Linked DNA regions of Anas platyrhynchos: region 2 is linked to region 1. The links are chromatin contacts, called in public Hi-C maps. All regions are on one chromosome and are shown on one strand. The core of a region is the stretch at or near the end of the contact, and the rest is flanking DNA. Distances in the headings are between cores, read along the strand shown. Region 1 overlaps ENAH (ENAH actin regulator). Region 2 holds the start of SRP9 (signal recognition particle 9).

The links. Hi-C and Micro-C count contacts between places; a contact is called where the count stands out from the background.
Region 2: a contact with region 1 is called in a Hi-C map of skeletal muscle, with 1.8 times the contacts expected there. The contact joins the promoter of SRP9 here to the enhancer-like site in region 1. A contact is called at or near these places in 2 of 8 Hi-C or Micro-C datasets (liver and skeletal muscle).

The regions. Positions count from the first base shown.
Region 1 is chr3:25,171,930-25,177,407 of IASCAAS_PekinDuck_T2T, forward strand. ENAH (ENAH actin regulator) reads right to left here. Exons shown (of 21, transcript XM_072035549.1): 10 at 221-305. Among named protein-coding and RNA genes, the nearest start is that of LBR, 72 kb to the left of the region's middle. Within about 2 kb of position 2,557, at least 3 of the 8 cell types and tissues checked have an H3K27ac peak or open chromatin away from gene starts, as enhancers often do.
Region 2 is chr3:25,263,079-25,268,556 of IASCAAS_PekinDuck_T2T, forward strand. SRP9 (signal recognition particle 9) reads left to right here and starts at 2,266. Exons shown (of 3, transcript XM_027453045.3): 1 at 2,266-2,424; 2 at 4,473-4,541. The coding sequence starts at 2,353.

The sequences.
Region 1 (5,478 bases), core at 1,307-3,806:
TCTGAGGACGGGTGGAGATTAAGAAGAAGGAACGAAGCTACAAAGTTTTTACACAGTAAAGCTGCATTACTGAAAATTGCAACCATATAAACGCTGCCCTAATGCAACAATTTTAAGTAATTTTTTAGTAATTTTAAGTCCTTGACTTTTACTTTCTCATCATCAGTGATGAGTTACTGAATTCTTTAATAGAACAATTTGTTCTCTCACAGTACCATACCTTCTCTGGATGTCCAATTCTTCTTGTGATGGACCATTCTGTACTTGAGAGGGAAGCTGTGAATTCTGTCGAGGCAACGTAGGACCTAGAAGTGAAGACAGATCATTCATTATTTGGATTTCTTCTTTGGAGGGGGGTGGGAGAGCGAGGGGGTGAGCACAAAAAATCAAGGATAAAGGACAGCCATCACATGACGTAGAATCTGTCTGCTTCTGCTTCTTAAGCCAAACAAGCTCAACAACATAATACAGCAAATAAAAGCTGCAACAAATGTTACCTGACATATCTGCAGAATGGCTTTATTTCACACGGATGGAAGTTTCACAGAAATGCAAAATAAATTTTATATATATGTGATAGCACTTAACAAAAGCTTTGAAAAGCACTCCAAGTCTGTTTCTTAAAACAATGGACAAATATTCTTGGAGGAACAGAAAAGGCTCAAAAAATTAAAAGCACTCACCTAAATAGAACACTGGAAATTAAAAAGAAAAAAGAAAGAACAAGGAGAAAAAACATCAGAACTTTATCATGAAATTGAGAGAAGGAAATTAAGTATGTTTCTGTAAATCACACCAAAATTTACTCAAGATTTTAGCTTGTCAACTTGGATAGAAGCACTTCGTTTTTGCACAGGCAAGTATTGCATCCAAAGGAACAGAGGCATGCAGCAAATGTACAAACTGTGCATTCTGATAAATGCAAGAAACGTAAAAGAGAAAGACGACATTCCTCTGTGACTTTTTGCTGATGATCAAGTCTGTGTTATAAGGTTTTCAAATTGTATATTAGATCTGTGCTTTATAGGCAAAGATGTTTGTATTCCTCATGAATCTCTATACAGCATGAAACCAATTAAGAAGTATTAACAGAAGTGAAGGATAGAGAAATTTTGAATTGTGTACAGTACACAGTGAATTTGTCTGTAAAAATGGTCAGTGAAGCAGGAAATTATTTCAATGATAACTACACTTAAGATTATGGAGTTCTGAATCAAGAATTAAGAACAATCAACATTTATCCAGTTCTGAGGAGGTCTCAAAACGAAACAAACTTCTTCCAAAGATTCCATCAAACTAGTTAGAGTAGGGAAATTGTAGATCTCATCCATCTCATTATGTCAAGACACTGAAGTTGTTTGCCATCTGAACTCATGAAAGTCACCCAAAACACAAAGAGACCATGTGTGATATATCGAGACCTCAAGAACAGTTGATCTGCATCAGATTCAGCAAGCAAGTGCCCTCTTTGAAGGTTACACGAAAAGATTCACGTACTTAAAACAGCACAGTATTGCCTTCACTGTGGTCATAAAGAAAACAAATCCTGAAAATGATAAAGTTGTTTACAATCTACTCTATAGTTAATACATAATGCAAACTTACTTATAAAAGACAGAAGCAGAAAGCATTACAGAGGTTGTCTTTCTTAGTTCTTCTTTTTAGCAATCGTTAGGTCCTCATGTTTAAGTGTATGATGATGCAACGGATGTACTATTTTGCTTGGAGTATATCTCCAAGAGCTATCCACAGATGTGAATTTATATTATTCTTAATGCAAAGCATCTAACTGCAATGATAATTAATAATAAAGTTATCAATAAAATAGAAACATGTCATACTGCTCACCTGGAAAACTTTTTGACTTTAAAACTTCTGACATTATAAGTCCCTCCTCTCTCATCTCCTCTTTGTGACAGGTGTTAGGCTTTTATGCCTATTAAGCTATGACTGCAGCTCCCAAGCAGCCAGAGAAGCAGCCCATATGTTTGCATGCTGCAGCCTTTCACAGACTTTGGGAATTAGACACAACCCAGTGGCAGCTGTGTAAAGATGCTAGATACCATTACTGCTTGCTACATCTAATATATTTCCTTCCCTAAGATCTGTCATTTCTCAGTACAAGTCACAATAATCTAAGCATTAAAAATAAACAAGCAAAAACCGAAAATACAAAAAACATCTTTTGATCATACTGTTATCCCTAGGTTCACGTCCAGTACACCTAGCCAATAAGCAGCTGCAACAGACATGAAGGTCTTTTAATTCATTCTGTACAACCAGGTGCTTAGCAAGCTTCTGCAAAGCACACGTCTGACTTAGGTACTGTTATTTATGCACAGTCAACTTGTGAAACAATCTCCCTTGCTATTTCTGATTGTTTTTTCTAGTTTGCCCAGCTTACCTCCTACTGAGCATGTGGTACAGATGTCCGGCAGGGGGGGCACCTCAACCAATTCCCCTATTTTCATACCCTTTCATCTAATGACCCTTAACAAGCAAAAGGTTACTATGAGTCACTCTGAAACGTTCCTTCAGCCACTTCCTTATTGTTGTTTTCATCCTTATCTCCTTTGGTTTTGTTAGCTCAAGGCTATAGCTCAGGCCTACAACACTACAGCCACTTACCAGTTGGAACTATTTGGTACTGAAATGCAGAAGAAACGAAAACCTGGAACCTCCACCCGCTTAGTCTCCTGTATTTAACTGGTCTCGAACAGAGTATTATTAGATATTCACACCATGCTGCAGCGGCTGACTTCATACTGTCACTCTGCAGACCTTCTGCTGGTGCCCCCTCCTCATTCCTTCTTGTGCTGTCACCCTCAGAAACAAATCATCTCACTGTTTGTGCTCACTGTTCATCCACTGCTTATGGAAGACTGAAATGGGACAGAAGGGAAATGAAGTGGCAAAGACCATTTGTTGTCATTTGGCTTTGTTATTCTACAAGCAGAATTTCATAGTAAAATCTGTTCTCACAACCTCCAGCTTTTCACTCTCAGTCAAAAAGTCGCCATTTGCCTTGCAGAACGTGACTTGGGAAGCTGACCTACTCCAGTAAGCTCCGGTGCTTTTTATAATCTATACATGCAAGAAAGTTGAAGGCAATCACCTGCAAAGCAGCTGACACAGTTGGTTTTATTACTTATATATACTTTTTACCAGGAAAAAATGCAACCTTAGTAGACCAAAGGCTTTCAAGAAAGAAATGGTGAGCTACCAAGCCATTAGGAATGCTCACCAAGGAAATCCCCTCTGAATCCCCTACTGAAGTAGCCACCATGCTGATGGACACTGGCAAGTTAAAGGTATGGACCCAGGGGGAAAGGTATCTTTTACGCTGTAAAATTAATTTACTCCAAGAAGTCATGACCACCACTTCCTTGCTCAAACAGCACTGTCCAGACAGGGGGACAGATGTTATAAACAAACAAGCAGGAACTAGGTGATAAAAAGCTTTCTTTAATGTTTTTGAACGCTTCAGGATATATCAGCAATATCAAGCACCCAGAGAAATATTCACAGATCCTGCCTGGACAAGAAGTCTGTTCCATCTACAGAATCGCTTTATCTTCAAAGACCAGTACAAGCCAAGTAGAAAGGGCTGAATCATCGACTCATTTCAAGTTTTAAGGAAAATCTAACATCTTTCTTTTTCTAAAGAAATTACAGATAGTGCACTCTGTGGTGTACTTTGACAGGGATATAATTTCATATACTAATTTGTTCAGCAGTAGTTCAGTTTATAGGTTTTCTGCTTTTCAGCTTATTCTCACATTTGCATCACTCTTCCTCTACAACAGTTGGGGCACCTATCTAGTGAGAGATGGACTGAATATCCAATGCATTAAAAATTCCAGGGGGGAAAGCATGAAAAAATTGTTTTCCCCAGCTAAATCAGGACCTGATCTGGTTCTTCCCACAGCCATGGAGACAGCTATGCTGGCATAGCTCAAAGAATGACACCCAGCTGCTGGGGACTGCTTGAACCAAATTGAGCATCCCCTTTTTAAACCACAACCAGTGTTGTAGTTTACCAAGTTCCTTAACTTCCTTTTCACCTCAAATTGACTTCTTACCTCTATGTCCCTTCAAGAGCTGAATTTATTAATTGCAGTTGCACAACACTACGAAAGTATAGTTGGCAAATTGACAATAGAAACACGTTTTTCTCAGTGCCTTTCCAGGTTTTTTCCCCGGTGTTTGCGAATATATTGTCTACTTTGGAGTTTCACCTGAAACTCTCCACCCCGCTTCTTTTAAAATCACTTGTCTGATGTTAGCAGTGTTGACAAAGCACCAGAAGACATTGCATTCCTACCCTAAGAAAAAACAGGTATTTACTGTTCAAGATAGGAACAATACATGTATTGCGGGTTATATACCTACAATGTGTATTTTCGTTTAGCTGGACAGACTTCCTTGGGAGGTGGCAATATAAGGATAGGCCAAGCCAACATGCACACACCTGCAATTACTGTACTGTTCATTTAAAAGACAGTCTAAGAGTACAATCTTTTTTTTTTTTAATCTAGTATCTTCATAAAAACTTAGTCAACTGGATGACACGAGAATTTTAGTTTGAGGTGAAGATCTCATTTTTGCCTTAGAGAAACAATTATATAAACAACCCAGTAATTAAGAATTTCTACCAGTTCATTTCTCAGTGTATCAGTGCCAAAGCTAAGCAACATACCCGTCGCATAGTCTGATAGTCAAAGCAAAGTACGAATGACTTTTCTAAGGACGAATGAAATGAAAGCAGACAGCAAGTTAATTTGTATAGACATATGCTATAAAGATAAGTATCGCGTAACAGTGAAAACCTTTTCAAAAGACGATAAAGGACAATTTGAGCACACCTACTAAGCAAAGAGCACACCCCAGGCAAAAGTTCAAAGCCAGAGTTGAAAGATGTATTTCTGTTGTGGAATATAAGAATTTTTTTTTTGTTTTGTTTTTAATAAACGAAGTGAAGTATTTTAATAAATGCTTGAAGATTTTTCTAAGTGAATGGAAAGCAGACTTTTTCAGAGAGTGATACATGGAAGTAATAGGAAAAGTGATCATGGGGAAATGACCTCTTTCACTTCACTCTACTTCCTTCTCCTTCTATTCAGAGCCTGTCCTATTGTAGAGCATTACGGAACAGAATTTAGGGAAAGTTGTTAACTAATGTTTAGCAAAGGTAAAGTGGTATCTAGACCTGGATTTGTATTACGGATTATAAGCAAGGCTACAATGGTCAAACACTAGGACATTAATAAGCAACAAAACTGCTCTAGTACTTCTATTCAAGCTAATTACTTTCCAATTAAGATTTCCCATTCCTTCAAGTATCTGCCTCTTCATATGTGACTCCCATTTTATAAGCTTTCAGTTGAATTAATTGACTCATTTTGATTTATTTTAGCTAATGGTGATTATGTTGCTTTTCCTGTATAGAAATTAATGTTTTTCATTTCACTTCACAGG
Region 2 (5,478 bases), core at 1,016-3,515, 91 kb after region 1:
GCCATTTTTGGTGGCAAGCCAGCAAAAACAGTAGGAATTCCTAAATCCTGTGTTGCCACCAAAAAAGGTGTGTTTTGAACAGCTGTGTCAGCACAACAGTCCTTATGGCCATGCCATAAACTGGAAAAATAAACTGATCTCAACTTTTAAAAGTGTAACTAAAACAGGGCTACTTTTAATCCAAATCAGGTCACTGGTTTGATCCCCAGCTCAGAGTTACAAGCAGCTGGGGCAGCACAACTGCGGAGCCACAGGTGGTGGTGGTGGTGGTGGAAGGGAATAGGAAATCCTGCAGCCAAGAGCAGGCTATGTGGAACTGTGCATGGGACTGTATACAACTGTCATAGTGACACTCTACATTTTCTTCAGAGATAAGGTCAAATAAGAACTCCCTCTCTGTCCCTTGCCCTGGCTGCTTCAGCTTGTCACCTTCAGTGTTTTGTACATGTAATAGTTTGAGAAGTTACATCCTAAAATGGATCTTAGAAATCATCTGCATTAAGGAAAAATAAAAATGTATCCTTTTTTTTCTTTTTTTCTTTTTTTTTTTTTTCTGATCTTGCTCTCTTACATTAGCTTAAATTGCTAATTACATTAGCTCTGTTATATTGCATGGATTCTGGGGCTATTAACTGGGCATTGGCAAACTTAAGCCAGTTCTTGCATCACAGGACACATAAAGGATCCTGACCATTTGAGTCAAAATGAAAATCCTCTGAAAATCAACCCCAAGGTGCTGCTGACTACACAGCCCAAAACTGGGACTCGTCCTTCAGGAAGAAAATATCTGCATCCCACTGGAAAACCTGGATCCAAATTTGGTGAGCAATGGTTCTATGAACTAGGTGTGTTACAGGTTGTGCACTCCCCACACCTTTCATTTGCACATATTTACAACCCTGTGCGTCTGTAAACCACTACCAAAAGCAATTCCTACTCTGCAGTTACAAAATGGCTGCGCAAAATGTGAGGTGGTAGAGAAATACTCTGGTTAGGTTCTGTGTTTGGCTTAATTGCTTTAGGCTCTATTGGTATGCCTATCAAAGCCTTTGATTAGAGCTGTTGATTATCAGCCCCTCCGAAAGACAACTCCGAAGTTTCTGAAGCTGGGTTCTCCGTGTTGCATCAAAACTCTGCGAGCAGTTCTGGAAAGAAAAGTCTTGAGCCTTCCACTGCTCAGTCTTCACACATTGGTGCAAACGCCTTTAAGCAGAATTGCTTAGACCACATAACACCCACAAGTTGCAATTTATTAAAGTTTGGCTGTCTGATCACCGCAGACAAAAGACTTTTCCAAGGTTGATCTCCACAGTAATAATTATTTTCTGCTTTACTGACTCAGGGAAATTCATTCTAGTTTTTCTCCCCTTACCTCCCATCCACCCTTTTATTTCTGTGCCATGTTTCCTCATTCTCTCCTACATCTATTGTGCCTTGAAATAACCACAGCTGGGATTTCCCCATGTCGCTAGCAGAGACTGGGATGGTCTGGGCAATTTGTCCCCTCACCAGCAGATCTGCCCTAAACTTTCCAGCTTGTTTGGCCACAGTTTCCTCAGTTCGGTAACAGTAACATGAAATGGTGGGTGATTATCCGGCGGTTCTGGTAACAGGTAACAGCAGGGTTCGATGTTTTGTGTTGGCCTTTACTTCAGGTCTGTGGTGAGCAGCAGCCTGCTGGCTCCGTGGGACTGAGGAACGACCGCGGGTCACCTAACGAAACGGGACTGGGAATTGCCACAGGAGAAATCCTGGATTTATTTGCCTCTCTTTTCTGAGATTACGTTGAGTCAGCGCTGTGTAAATGCTTTATTCACACGCAAAATGTATGAAAAGCGGGATTCCCCCGCATAACGCCGCGGTTCCCAGCCTGGGGCCGGACCCGGCCGCCCTCACAGCCGCCGGCGGAGCCTTTTGGAAGCCCGGCGGCCCGGAGCCGCCCGTGCTGTTTTATTATTTTTTTCCAGCACGCTTTTGTTCAGCCTGGAGCCACAAAGGGCCTTCCAGCGGGAGGACTTGGACCACGTTCAGCCGCCTGGTTCCTGCGGAGCCAACCTCACGGTGCCCGGGAGGGGGGCGGGATTCGAACCCGCAACCCCGCGGGCTGCTGGCGGGCGGCCTCTCCCCCTCTCCTCTCCCCCCTGCCCCGCCCCGCCGCGCCTGCAGGGGTCGCTGTGGCGGCCTGGCGCCGCGCTGGCGGGGCCGCCATCGCTGAGTCACGCGCTTCCTGATTGGTTGCCCGCTCCCCGCCGGCCAATGGGAGGCGGCCTCTTGCGCCGCCGCGCCGCTCGCCGCGGGCGCCATCTTGCTGCCGGCTGTGGCACGGGAGGGAGCAGGGCGCCGCGCCGCGCCATGCCGCACTACCAGGCCTGGGAGGAGTTCACCCGCGCCGCGGAGAAGCTCTACCTCGCCGACCCCATGAAGGTGAGCGGGGAACGCCCCACGCCGAGACCCAGACCCAGGAGGGCCCCGGGGGGGGGTGTTGGTGGGTCTCGGGTGAGGCCCCAGCTGGCGGCGGGGGCGGCCCGGTGGCTCCGGAGCTCTCGCTGTGGTGTTCTTCGGATGTGAAGCCGCGTCCCTGTGAATTTGTCTCGCTGAAAAGTAAAAGGAAGCGTTTATTAGGTCATGTGTTGTATTATTACCTGCGGTGTTGCTTCAGGGGGGTGTTTCCTAAAGATCATTTGCTCTATGAATTAACTTCTTGCTCTGTGACCGCTCTCGGGTTTTAGTAGTTCTTCTCAGATGTGTAGTTTGAGCAGACTTCAGTCTCACAAACGTTTTGGCCAAAAAACCGTGCAAAAGGTGAAGTGGGAGTCATAAGCCTGAGAAAATATCAGCAAAAGGGACTTAGTTTCGTTCATCAAAAGTAGGGTGCACAGAGGAACCTCCAGAAGTAGTGTGTGTGCCTTTAACTAGCATAAATGCCCCTTCATGTGCAATCGTCACCTGTCTACTGATAATAAGTTCTGTGTTGTACCTTTTTATGCTCTGCAGTATAATTAAGTGAAGAGTTTGCAAAGGATGTCAGTGCAGCCAGGCGTTGCTTTCCCCCTTGCGAAAAAGATAGCGTAGGCCCTAGAGTTACAATATGAGGACTCTCCTTCCAACTTGCAGGGCAGCTAGCTTGAGAAACTTTCACATACAGTTGCACTCTTCAAGAAACTGAAGGAAGAGTAAGACCTGTGGGAGATGTGTCTGTGTTCTTTTTGGGGCCAATTAAGCTTGGTAATGAGTGGTCTTGCCTTTTGTGGGAACAAGATAATTAATCCAGGCTTGCTCAGTTGAGAAATGTAGTTACATAGATGTTGTGGCTAGAAGACCATTTCTTAAGCAAGAAGGACAAACTTGTAAAGAGATCCATTGCAGAGCAGAAATATCAAAATGTATTTTGTAGTCAAGGTGGTTGATGATACAGCGGGTCACTGTATGACAAAGATCTCTTTATAGCATCAGTCATCCTAATTCTGAATGTTCTTAAAAGCACAAATTGCTTTCCTTCTAGATACTGTGCTGATGCTAGCTGACACTAGAAACAGTAGATAAGAAAACTCCTTGGCCAATCCTGCATTCAGTAGGAAGCATTTAATGCTCAGTCAAATCCTGAGAGTGTTGATGTTTATCATGGTGGTTAGGAGAACTTGTGTAATTTGAGAGTCCAGAAGGGCTATGGGTAGACTGAATCTCAGGGCAGGTTACTACAGTAGGAATTATTTTTAGTGACAAGCTGAGTCCTTGCTTTCTGACTTCCTCACATGTAGCCTTGTTGAGTCTTGAAAGCAGTTTAATTTCAAAGAACTCTCTTCAGTGCTATGGTTTTAATTACTCTAAAAATGTTATACTTGTATCTTCCCTTTTCCACTTTTAAAAGTGTTAAAATGCTTCAAGCCTGTCTATAGGCTTTAATGTTGCTATTGAATTAACTGTAGTCACTGGAAATATAGCATTTATACGATACTTTACTACTTTGCTTATACAGTACCTAATGGTGAGTTTACCCCACTCAATAGATCCTTTTCAAGTCTTCACATAGAACTATTGTCCTAAGTGTTTCTTGTCTATAAACACAACTTCTATTTCACTTTTTCTAAAGTGTGATACGTGGCGAGTGGGTGTCTTGTAAGGAAATGGCAGGAGCCATTCCAATACCTGTTACTGAGGCCCCTGCAACTGCCACTGCTATACTTACGGAGGTTTTTAACATGCCCCACATAAAGCTCACTGACATTACTGTAATACCGATTTAATGCGTTAGGCAAGGAAATGTGGTGATCCAACTTCTAAACCACCGTGGCTGTAAGGTTTGTGGACAGCGGAACTGAGGACCACCAAGAGGTAGTGAAACTGTGAAGCAGTATGTAACTTCAATAACAGGCAGTCTGAATTTCCCTCAGGTATGTTGTGATGGTAATAGATGTGAATTAATAGATGTTAATAGCTATAGGTGTTAACTTCTTAAATGTTTGTCATTTCAGGTGCGGGTTGTTCTCAAATACCGACACTGTGATGGGAACCTCTGTATCAAAGTAACGGATGACGTAGCTGTAAGTAAAGAACACGGTCCCCTTTAGAAGGCGTACTGTACCTCTCGAGGACTGGCACTTTGCTGTCAGTCAGTTTATGAACCATTGTTCATAAACACACTTTCTTGCTCACACTTTCTTAATTTCTCACACTTTCACAGTTTGCTCACACTTTCTTAGTTTCTGTCTGTGACATGCTGACCTGTGTTCAACTCTGCATAATCCAGTGGAAGTTTGAACATTTCAGTGTTTTTTAGAGGTCTTGTTAGGATTCTATGAAAACAAGGAAACAAGCATTACAAAAATCTTAGACCCTCTCTCCATTTGAAAGTTCTTCATGGAACTATGTTGTTAGCTTCCACTGAAGTGCATAAGGATCGTCTTCAAACAGCTGTTTGCTAGTTAGAGTTTGGTCCTTTCAACTTGCTCAGAGTGGTAATAACTTGAAACTGTAGGGCTATCTGCTTCTTTGTGAGTAGGAGATGCTGGACTGGTATCAGACTAAACTGCAAAATTCGCTTGCACTTCAGAAATCCCATCTTCTGAAATAACGCTATGGTGCCAGAACCATTTGTTACGCATTCAGCAGAGCTTGTGCTACTATACACAGAATTTTTGCAGCATATATAACACAGAATTTTGCAGCATGCTTTCAGTGGTTGCTGTAGAAGGCAATGGAGCAGCTGCATTGCTCTTGTTCTAAATAGTGCTTAGAAATATTTGAAGTTAGGATATGAGATGGTAGACAGCAGGTAGAAATGGATTTGCATGTGCACACCAGCACACCATATGTTCCTGGTGCTGGTGATGTTAAAGCCAAGTTGTTCTGCAGTCTGAGTAACCATCAGCAAGTAGTATGCCCTTCTCTTGGGTTCAGATTTGGAAAAATCACGTTTATCCTTTCTGGGAAAAAGTCTGGTATTGGTATTTCAGACATCTGGGAAAGACGCAAAACTTC